Linked DNA regions of Mus musculus: region 2 is linked to region 1. The links are chromatin contacts, called in public promoter capture Hi-C maps. All regions are on one chromosome and are shown on one strand. Each heading gives the region's core, a stretch centred on a gene start, on an enhancer-like site or on the middle of the called end of the contact. The rest is flanking DNA. Distances are from core to core; before and after follow the strand shown. Region 1 holds the start of Gstk1 (glutathione S-transferase kappa 1). Region 2 holds the start of Tcaf2 (TRPM8 channel-associated factor 2).

Region 1 (4,623 bases), core at 850-3,349:
TTGTATGTAGCTGAGTATGTCTGTCTTTTACTGGGTTTTTTCCGTTTGATATTACAATTAGTCATGCTGTCTGTCATCCCAGATATGTATCAAGTGTTTGTCTGTAACTGCCTCAGCTGCTTCACTCATTTGTCTTCAACAGTTAAGTATTTGATGCTCCCAGTTTAACTGTGGTATATGTATCCAACTATATTTTACTAAAACCTCTCATCCTAATATCATTCATTGAATAATTAATCTTTTACTAAATTGAAAAGGCAGCTTATTTAAAGCTTTTCTGGGATTAATTTATGGCTCTGCTTATTGGGGTTTCAAATATAAGCATTGTCTCTACCTTATGTAAGAAGATAAAAATTTCATGCATAAATACCAATCTTTCCCTCCATCCTCCAATGTCTAGTAATTATTATTATTATGTTTAGTTCTTCTGTGGGTCCTTTGGCTACCTTATGTAGTTTTGTTTAACATTCTGTTTCAACAGCTCTAATCAGTGTCTAGGGTTCAACTGGATAAGTGCACAGCCAGTGACTCCAGTAACTGAAGGTTGTCTCTGTACCTCAAGTTTCCATTCAAAGAACTACAGTGTAATTTATTAAAGAAATAGAGAACTTATGAACCTGAGTTTCCCAACAAGCTGCTGGGTTTCATCCAATTATAAGCATCTAAGTTTAACGAACCACAGGTAGTCAACCATCAGAAGATCACGTCTTAGTACCACCAACTCCTCACCATGACCAGTTATTTCTGAGCCTTAATCACTTTTTCTGTCTGTAAATATTAAACGCCCACATTGCAGAGTGGCACTCTTTGAACCTCTCCTGATGCTACCTAATGTCTGAAGTGTTCTTTGCTAAAGGTACTCTAAGTTGTCTAAAGCTTTCTTTTAACACTAGCTATTACTCTCAGCAATATAATGGTGTAAGAAAATAAAAGTAAGTACATTTTTAACCTGTCAGTATGTGATGTGCGTATGTTTGAATATTACAATGTGGGCACCCCACATGAGGAGGTCTTTCCTTGTTGTCCACCTTGTTTAATCAAGGTTCTGAATATACAGCAGTATTATGTATGCTAAGATAAGTGGCCAGGGAGCTTCCAAGGACTCTCTTGTCTCTACCTCCTATCTCATAGTAGGAACACTGGGATTACAGATTAATGCTACTAAACACAGCATCATGTGTACTCTGAAGATCAAAAATCAGGTCAACACAGTTGCACCATTGACCCACTAAACCCCCTCCACAGACGAAAAGGGAATATATTTTTGTTTTTCCCCCCATATCATCTATAATACCAAAACTTTTAATAATAAATGATAACAATAGTATATGGTTCCAGGATATACAAAGCAACATATCAAGACCCCACCCCACTCCCCCAAAAACCCTAAATAAATGAATAATACTAGTAGCAGATGAAGTCCTGTGCCTTCCCTCTTGGGATGTAAGTCATCCTTTTGTTTAGTGTGTCCACACTGTATATATTACCTACCTCCATTTCTGTGACCACCTCCGTTATCAGATCAAGTGCTGTACTGATGAAATACTTATGTTCAAGTAACATTTTTATTATAATAAGGCACAAATTTTAGTGTGGCATGTTATGGTTCTTCTAGCATTCATCACTAATGTGCCTAATTTATAAGTTATAATTTACTGTGTGTAGAAAAAAAACATAATATGTAGAGTTTCATCTACAGTTTCAGGCATCCCCTGGGTGTGCTGTAATGTATAGAATGAAGATTTTTTAAAAGACCACTATGTCAACTGTCAAATTCATTCTAAACATTGTTCTTATCTCTGAGAAAGTGAATACAATAAAAGATGCAATTCGGAACTTCCATATTGCCGGTCTTTAAACGTCATCCAACGCAAATTTGGATCCTTGTGTATTGCCTTCTTGCTTGAGGGACAAAGTTCTAGAGCTGGCTGCACACACTTGAGATCCTTCTCTGGATCTGACCTTCCCCTTTATCTCAGACTCCGCCTTCCTCATCCGCTCTTGGTCTACCCGTGTACACCCCTGGGCCAGCCCTATAGGGCGGGGCCTCTCCCGGAGACTGCGCACTAGGGCCCTTAGCAGACCCGCCTGCAATTCGCGGACTACGATTGGCTGCTTGCTCTTCAGCTACCTAAAGCTCTTCGGCAGCCCAAGGCTTCAAGTTCACTTTCTCTCACCACTGTAGAATGGGGCCGGCGCCGCGCATCCTGGAACTCTTCTACGACGTGCTGTCCCCGTACTCCTGGCTGGGCTTTGAGGTGACACGGGGGAGCCGCCCGGGTTGTGGTCTGCGAGGCGAGTGCACAGTGGGGCACTGATCACCGGGCTGCAGAAATTCCAGTGGATGCCCTCAGGGTTAGCACAGGGTTCAGGTTCAAGTTCACTTTGTGCCTTTAAACGGACCGAGACTCCGCCAAGTAGGGTCCTGATCCTAAGGTCAAATATTCTCTTTCCACAGACCCTAGAAAGAACAGAGGCAACTCCAATGAAGCTAGGTCAAGTTCGGGGAGGGGGATCAGGGGCGCTAGGATGCTCTACGGGATGAAAACCGTACACTGGAGTAAGCATTCTGGTATCTATTTCAAAGAACTGAGAGTTTTGTCCTATTAAACCAACCAGTTCAGTGTGAAGTCCCCATCTCTGTCCAGCACTTAGAGGCAGAAGACAGCCCTCAAATGCCACACAAGCTCCCCTTCTTATCTCTGCACTTGTAGGTCCTATGCAGATACCAACACCTCTGGAATATAAAGCTGCAGTTGCGGCCCACTTTAATCGCTGGGATCATGAAAGACAGCGGTAAGCATGAAGAAGCTCCACCTCTCTGGGCAAGGAGGGTTGCTTTCTGTGGCCTGAGGGGCCTGTCCTGCACTGAGTATGCAGACCTCAGCCTAAACTAGTAGTTTGCTTTCTACTGGAGAGGTTCCAGTAGACCCTCATGTCCTCTCTCACCAGTTGTCTTAACTCTCCACTGCCAGGAAACCAACCACCTGCTATGGTTCCCCGAAAAGGCCAGTACATCTTCAAAGAGATTCCTCTCCTGAAGCAGTTCTTCCAGGTTCCCCTCAACATACCCAAGGATTTCTTTGGTGAGACTGTGAAGAAAGGTGAGGAGGAGGATGAAGAGAAGACTCGGCAGTTAAGAGCACCGGCTGCTCTTCCAGAGGACCTAATTTAATTCCCAGCACCCACAATGGTGGGTCACAACCACCTATAACTCCAGTTTCAGAGGAAACAGAAATAAATAAGTGAAGAGGGTCAGAAACACTGGGGAATGTAGTGGAGAGCAGTCCAGCTGAGGCTTTCATAGGATATCAAGAAATAAAACATGCTTGTGTGGGGAACCCAGCATCAGCTAGCCAAAAGAGAGGGATGGGAGAAGCAAGAACTGCATAGAGTAAATCCATTATGAGAAACTGGAATTAAAGACTGCAGGTGACGGAGCTTGGGGGAGTGTCTGAAAGAAGGATGAGCTTGGGGGCGTGTCTGAAGGAAGGATGAGCTTGGAGGCGTGTCTGAAGGAAGGATGAGCTTGGGGGCGTGTCTGAAGGAAGGATGAGCTTGGGGGCGTGTCTGAAGGAAGGATGACACGGTCCTCCATCAGGACAAAAGGAATAGGAATCTTAGCTCTACATGCCTCTGCCCCCACAGGAAGTATAAATGCCATGCGCTTCCTCACCACTGTAAGCATGGAGCAACCAGAGATGCTGGAGAAGGTGTCCAGAGAGATATGGATGCGTGTATGGTCTCGAGTAAGGGCTAAACTCTGAATCCTGGAGGGAGGGGACGGGGAGCTAGATGAGATTCTGACCTTGCCCGGGGCAATTTCCAGAAATAGGATCCTGCTGTCATACCGGTCTCTTTGCTATTTCCTTCTGGCTAAATGTTCTCTTCTTCTTAGGATGAAGATATCACGGAGTATCAGAGCATTCTGGCTGTGAGTGTCTAGACTGGACTCCCTACTATTGTCACAGGGAATCTGAGAACAAAGAAGGGTTCTTAACGATTGAGAAAGTTAGTGTCTGAGGGGACAGGTTACTATAAAGTTGGGATGAAGAGGATTCTTTGAAGAATGTTCTGTGGGCTATGGTTGTAGCTCGTACTTAAGCGCAGTTCATACTTAGTCTGCTTGAGTCCCTTAGTTTAATCCCCAGCCACAGCAACAAAATGTCTACTGTGGATAGCATATGAATAAAATGGGTTTGATGAAAAAAAAAAATGAAGTAAGTCAGTGTGGGAAAGGGAGGACCATGTGGGAACCCTGGATGGGAAAGGATGGAGCCTTCTGTTCTCAGGCCTCCAGGGATTCCCAGCGCAAGCTTCACTGATGTATGCCCATCACAAAGCAGGAGACTTTACCCAGACAAAAAGATAACTGACAAGTGAGAATTAAACAGATGCTCAGTGAGAAATAAATGAAAAGTGCTCAAAACATGGAGTGCATGCCAGACAGGGAGGGGGCTTTGAAAGTTAGATGTTCTTTGGAATGAAGTCAAGAAACTGAAAATGATCTTTTTCTCCTGTATACAAATGATACTTGACACATATTCTATTACTATGTGAGACACCAAATCACTCCTAAGCTAGATATGCAAAGAATGGCTACATTTCCCTCTAGTGTCTATA
Region 2 (4,623 bases), core at 1,099-3,598, 400 kb after region 1:
GTCGTTGTAGGCATCAATGCAATAAACTCCCAGAGCCTCTCCAGGCTCAGGCTGAACCAAGGCATTTATCCCAGAGCCACGTAGGATGTTAACTAGTGATGCTAAGGAAGAATGCACTTCAATGGGAGTCCCTGGGGAGGGGCAGAGCCAGCTCACTGCATTGAGAAGAAAAGGAGCCAAGCCAGCATGCATCAGGTAGCTCTCATGGGATACGACCACCAGGCGGCCTTGGCCATAGAAAGAAACAGCAATGAGCACCTGGCCCTTGTCATTCACCATCACTGGGAAGGCTGCCTCCCCAATAAGAAGGAGTTCACTGGGAGTGAATTCTTTAGGGAGATCCCAGCTGGTCACTCCATTCATGAGGGCCTCAAAAGCAGCATCGGGAGTTGTTGCCATGGTTCTGCCCGTTGCTACAAAGGAAGCAGAGACTCAGGTTGGTCAAACCAGAATGAGGAAGCAGTAAGGAAGGCAATTAACTAAATGTTTTTGGTCCAGAAGATAGATTAGTTTCTCCTTTTGAGGATGAAGTGAAGCGCAAACAGACAAGGATTCCACTTTTATGACTCAAAACTATAAGAAGAGTAAAGACAATTAAATAAGTAGGCTTATAAATAAATAAATAAATAAATAAATAAATAAATACAACTGCAGCAATCCCCAGTTGCTATCTATTGATGAACTATGGACAGGAAGACTGCTTTAGAATGCATGACAGGAAAGACCTGGTAGGAATAGGAACAGAAAGCTGAAACCTGAAATGGTGTGGGAGGATCAGTTTGGTAAGAGGTACACCAGGGCAGCAGCAGAGTGAACGGCAGAGAGGAACAAGTCCTGGGGTAGATAAGGAGGTGCAGCTTCCCATAGGATCTGATGAATCAAATGCAGGGACTGACTTGGTGTTTGTTTTATTCTTTCAGACAAAAGGGCCACAATGACCTGTTATAAACTGCGTTAGTTGGGATCGCATGACCTTTCAGAAAGTGCATCATTTCTGACAGCTTTGCTTACCTTGTTGGAAACAGCTTCCAAATGATCAAAGCTGCCTTAGTGGAAACCCCCCATGCCACCCATTTTGACTGCCTGGGAAAGTTCTTTTCAAATTTTTTGGAAGCTGGGTATGCTGAGAGCTGAGCTTACCCTAGTAGCCACTTCAGACTCTCTCTCTAGACCAATCACAGAGGTCCGAGGACCATTGTTTTACAGATTAGACTATAAGTGCTATAGGTACAGTGCGCAATGTGAGTGCCTCTCTCTTTCTTCCCTGTCTCCTTTCCTTGAGTGCGGAGTGTGGCTGGTGATCCACAAGACTTCGCTATTCCCACATCTGAGTAGCTCACCGTAGGGGACCTCCTCCACCTTCGCTCACATGATTGACAGGGCACCCTTTCAATGGCTGTGAGCTGACATCCTAAGAAAATTTTCAGGTACTGGGGGGAGCCATGGGTACTTGCCCAGGGCCTCTCTGAGGTGCGTCCTAGGAGGGTCCCTGGAAGAGTTGAGCTATGTAGCAGACAGATCTAGACAGCTGACACTCCCCCTTGTTGAGTTCTCTCCTTCCATTTTTTTGTTTCTCCCCATGTTCTTCACTTGGGATTTCAGGTAGACTCCCTTGTTCCTCCTGTCTCCTTTGTTCATCCTGTTCATACAAAATGTTAAACAACTCATGTTGCCCATCTCCTTTCATCTATCCGCGTAGTCCAGTCCATTTAGCTCATGGCCATGACCTGGCCTGAATCTGAGGAATGCATCTCCACCTTCCATATCCTTGACTAAGAACTGTATAGAAGAACCCTGTCACTTTTCAGCCACTCCTCTGTGAGGTAAAATGTTCACTGGTGTTGGCATGTCTCTATGTGCCTCACCCCCCCCACTTCATAGCACTGTTCCAGGAAAGTGAACTGTGGGAAATCTGCTTAGGGGTGGAAAAGACAGCAGGTAGATCAGGAATTCCAAGTTCAACGTCTCATGAAGTTTGTTTGAAAAGAAAGTCCTCTGATTTTTCCCAAGTTTGGCAGGAAGAGCAACAAACAAAAACAGTCCCAGCACTCTGAAACTAAATGTGCTTACACGCGCGAGCACACACCTTTTTCAAATTCGTGACTCAAGTTCAGAGAGCAAAGATAAAGGAGTTCTGAGTTAACTAGAAAACTGTTCCAGGCCAATAAAACTAAAAGAAAAACATACCTGTGAGCAGATACACTGTTGGGAACGGCGTCCAGTAGCCTTCTGGCACTTTAAGGATTTCCTCCCAGCGTCGTCTTAGTGCTCGGACACTCAGCCCCACACCGGAACAAACCAGGACAGAAAATTCAGACCACAGAGGTTGCTGCCGGCTGACTGTCGCTGCAGAGGAATGGACTGCAGTATGAATAAGGGTCTTCCATGGGCGGGGCCTCTAGAGGCGGGGCTGCGGAAGGCGGGGCTATAGGAAAGCCCGCTGCCCAAATGAAAGACTTTCTTGAGGGCCGATTTGAGTCTCGAGGGCGGAGCTTCCCAGGGGCGGATCTTTTCCAGGGCGTGGCTATCCCGGGGCAGGGTTAGTTATAGGCGAGGCTGTCCTATTGGATGAGCTACCCAGGGAACTGGTTAGTTGTGGGGCTGTTCCGGATGGGAAGCCCTCTATGAAGCTGGACTATTCCAGTATCTGAGAAGTCCGGATGTACGAGCATCCCCTAACAGTTGCTCTGCCAGACCGGGAATCTGACTCCAACTGGCTTGGTGCTACACCAGTGCCTAATTGCTCTGTTAATATCTCCAAGCTTGGGCTTCAGGGCCTGCCGCCTAGTGGCCATCACTGGCAGTACAGCTGTGGGAATCTGGGGCCAGGAAATCTGGTCCAGGATATTTTCACTGGGCAGAAAACATGACTGTACCATGCAGTTTTTGTTTGTTTGTTTGTTTTTGTTTTTTTTAATCACAATTGCTCTGTAGTACAGCTTGAGGTCAGGCCAGGTGATTCCCCCAGAACTTCTTTTATTGTTGAGAATAGTTTTTGCTATTTTAGGTTTTCTGCTATTCCAGATGAATTTGCAAATTGCCCTTTCTAACTCAGTGAAGAATTGAGTTGGAATTTTGATGGGGATTGCATTGAATCTGTAGATTGCTTTCGGCAGGATAGCCATTTTTACTATATTAATCCCGCCAATCCATGAGCATGGGAGATCTTTCCATCTTCTGAAATCTTCTTCAATTTCTTTCTTCAGAGACTTGAAGTTCTTGTCATACAGATCTTTCACTTAGTTAGAGTCACACCAAGGTATTTTATATTATTTGTGACTATTGTGAAGGGTGTTGTTTCCCTAATTTCTTTCTCATCCTGTTTATCTTTTGTGTAGAGAAAGGACACTGATTTGTTTGAGTTAATTTTATATTCAGCTACTGCGCTGAAGGTGTTTATCAGGTTTAGGAGTTCTCTGGTGGAATTTTTAGGGTCACTTATATATACTATCATATCATCTGCAAATAGTGAAATTTTGACTTCTTTTTTTCCAATTTGTATCCCCTTGATCTCCTTTTGTTGTCGAATTGCTCTGGCTAGGACTTCAAGTACTAGATTGATAGGTAGGGAGAAAGTGAGCAGCCTTGTCTAGACCCTGATTTTAGTGGAATTGCTTCCAGCTTCTCTCCATTTACTTTGATGTTGGCTACTGGTTTGCTGTGGATTGCTTTTATTATGTTTAGGCATGGGACTTGAATTCCTGAACTTTCCATGGCTTTTATCATGAAGGGGTGTTGGATTTTGTCAAATGCTTTCTCAGCATCCAACAAGATGATCATGTGATTTTTGTCTTTGAGTTTCTTTATATAGTGGATTACATTGATGGAGTTCTGTATATTAAACCATCCCTGCATCCCTGGGATGAAGCGTAATTGGTCATGATGGAAGGACAGGTAGAGTAGTGGAATAGTATTGAAGACCCAGAAATGAACCCACAAACCTATGGCCTCCTGATATTTGACAAGGGAGCTAAAACCATCCGTAGGAAAAAAAAGACAGCATTTTCAACAAATGGTGCTGGAACAATTGGCGGTTATCATGTAGAAGAATGCGAATTGATACATTCTTATCTCCTTGTACAAAGCTCAAGTCTAAGTGGATCAAAGAACTCCACATAAAACCAGAGACACTGAAATTTATAGAGAAGAAAGTGGGGAAAAGCTTCGAACATATGGATACAGGGGAAAAATTCCTAAACAGAACAGCAATGGCCTGTACTGTAAGATCAAGAATCGACAAATGGGACCTCATAAAATTGCAAAGATTCTGTAGGGCAAAAGATACTGTAAATAATACAAAAAGGCCACAAACAGATTGGGAAAGAATTTTTACTAATCCTAAATCTGATAGGGGACTAATATCCAATATATACAAAGAGCTCAAGAAGCTGAACTCCAGAAATCTAAATAACCCCATTAAAAATGGGTACAGAGCGAAACAAAGAATTCTCAACTGATGAATACCGAATGGCAGAGAAGCACCTGAAAAAATGTTCAACATCCTTAATCATCAGGGAAATGCAAATCAAAACAACCCTGAGATTCCACCTCACACCAGTCAGAATGGCTAGGATCAAAAATTCAGGTGACAGCAGATGCTGGCGTGGATGTGGAGAAAGACGA

The links. Capture Hi-C pulls out chosen DNA fragments and counts their contacts.
Region 2: a contact with region 1 is called in a promoter capture Hi-C map of adipose tissue. The contact joins the promoter of Tcaf2 here to the promoter of Gstk1 in region 1. A contact is called at or near these places in 2 of 39 promoter capture datasets (the 3T3-L1 cell line and cranial neural crest), 1 of 484 Hi-C or Micro-C datasets (uterus), 1 of 115 datasets of contacts at active chromatin or transcription factors (fibro-adipogenic progenitors) and 1 of 9 other capture datasets (adipose tissue).

Annotation. Positions count from the first base shown.
Region 1 is chr6:42,243,836-42,248,458 of GRCm38.p6, forward strand. Gstk1 (glutathione S-transferase kappa 1) reads left to right here and starts at 2,100. Exons shown (of 8, transcript NM_029555.2): 1 at 2,100-2,258; 2 at 2,715-2,796; 3 at 2,976-3,104; 4 at 3,649-3,749; 5 at 3,899-3,934. The coding sequence starts at 2,187.
Region 2 is chr6:42,642,693-42,647,315 of GRCm38.p6, forward strand. It overlaps Tcaf2 (TRPM8 channel-associated factor 2), which reads right to left and starts at 2,349. Exons shown (of 8, transcript NM_146174.1): 1 at 2,188-2,349; 2 at 1-413. The coding sequence starts at 399.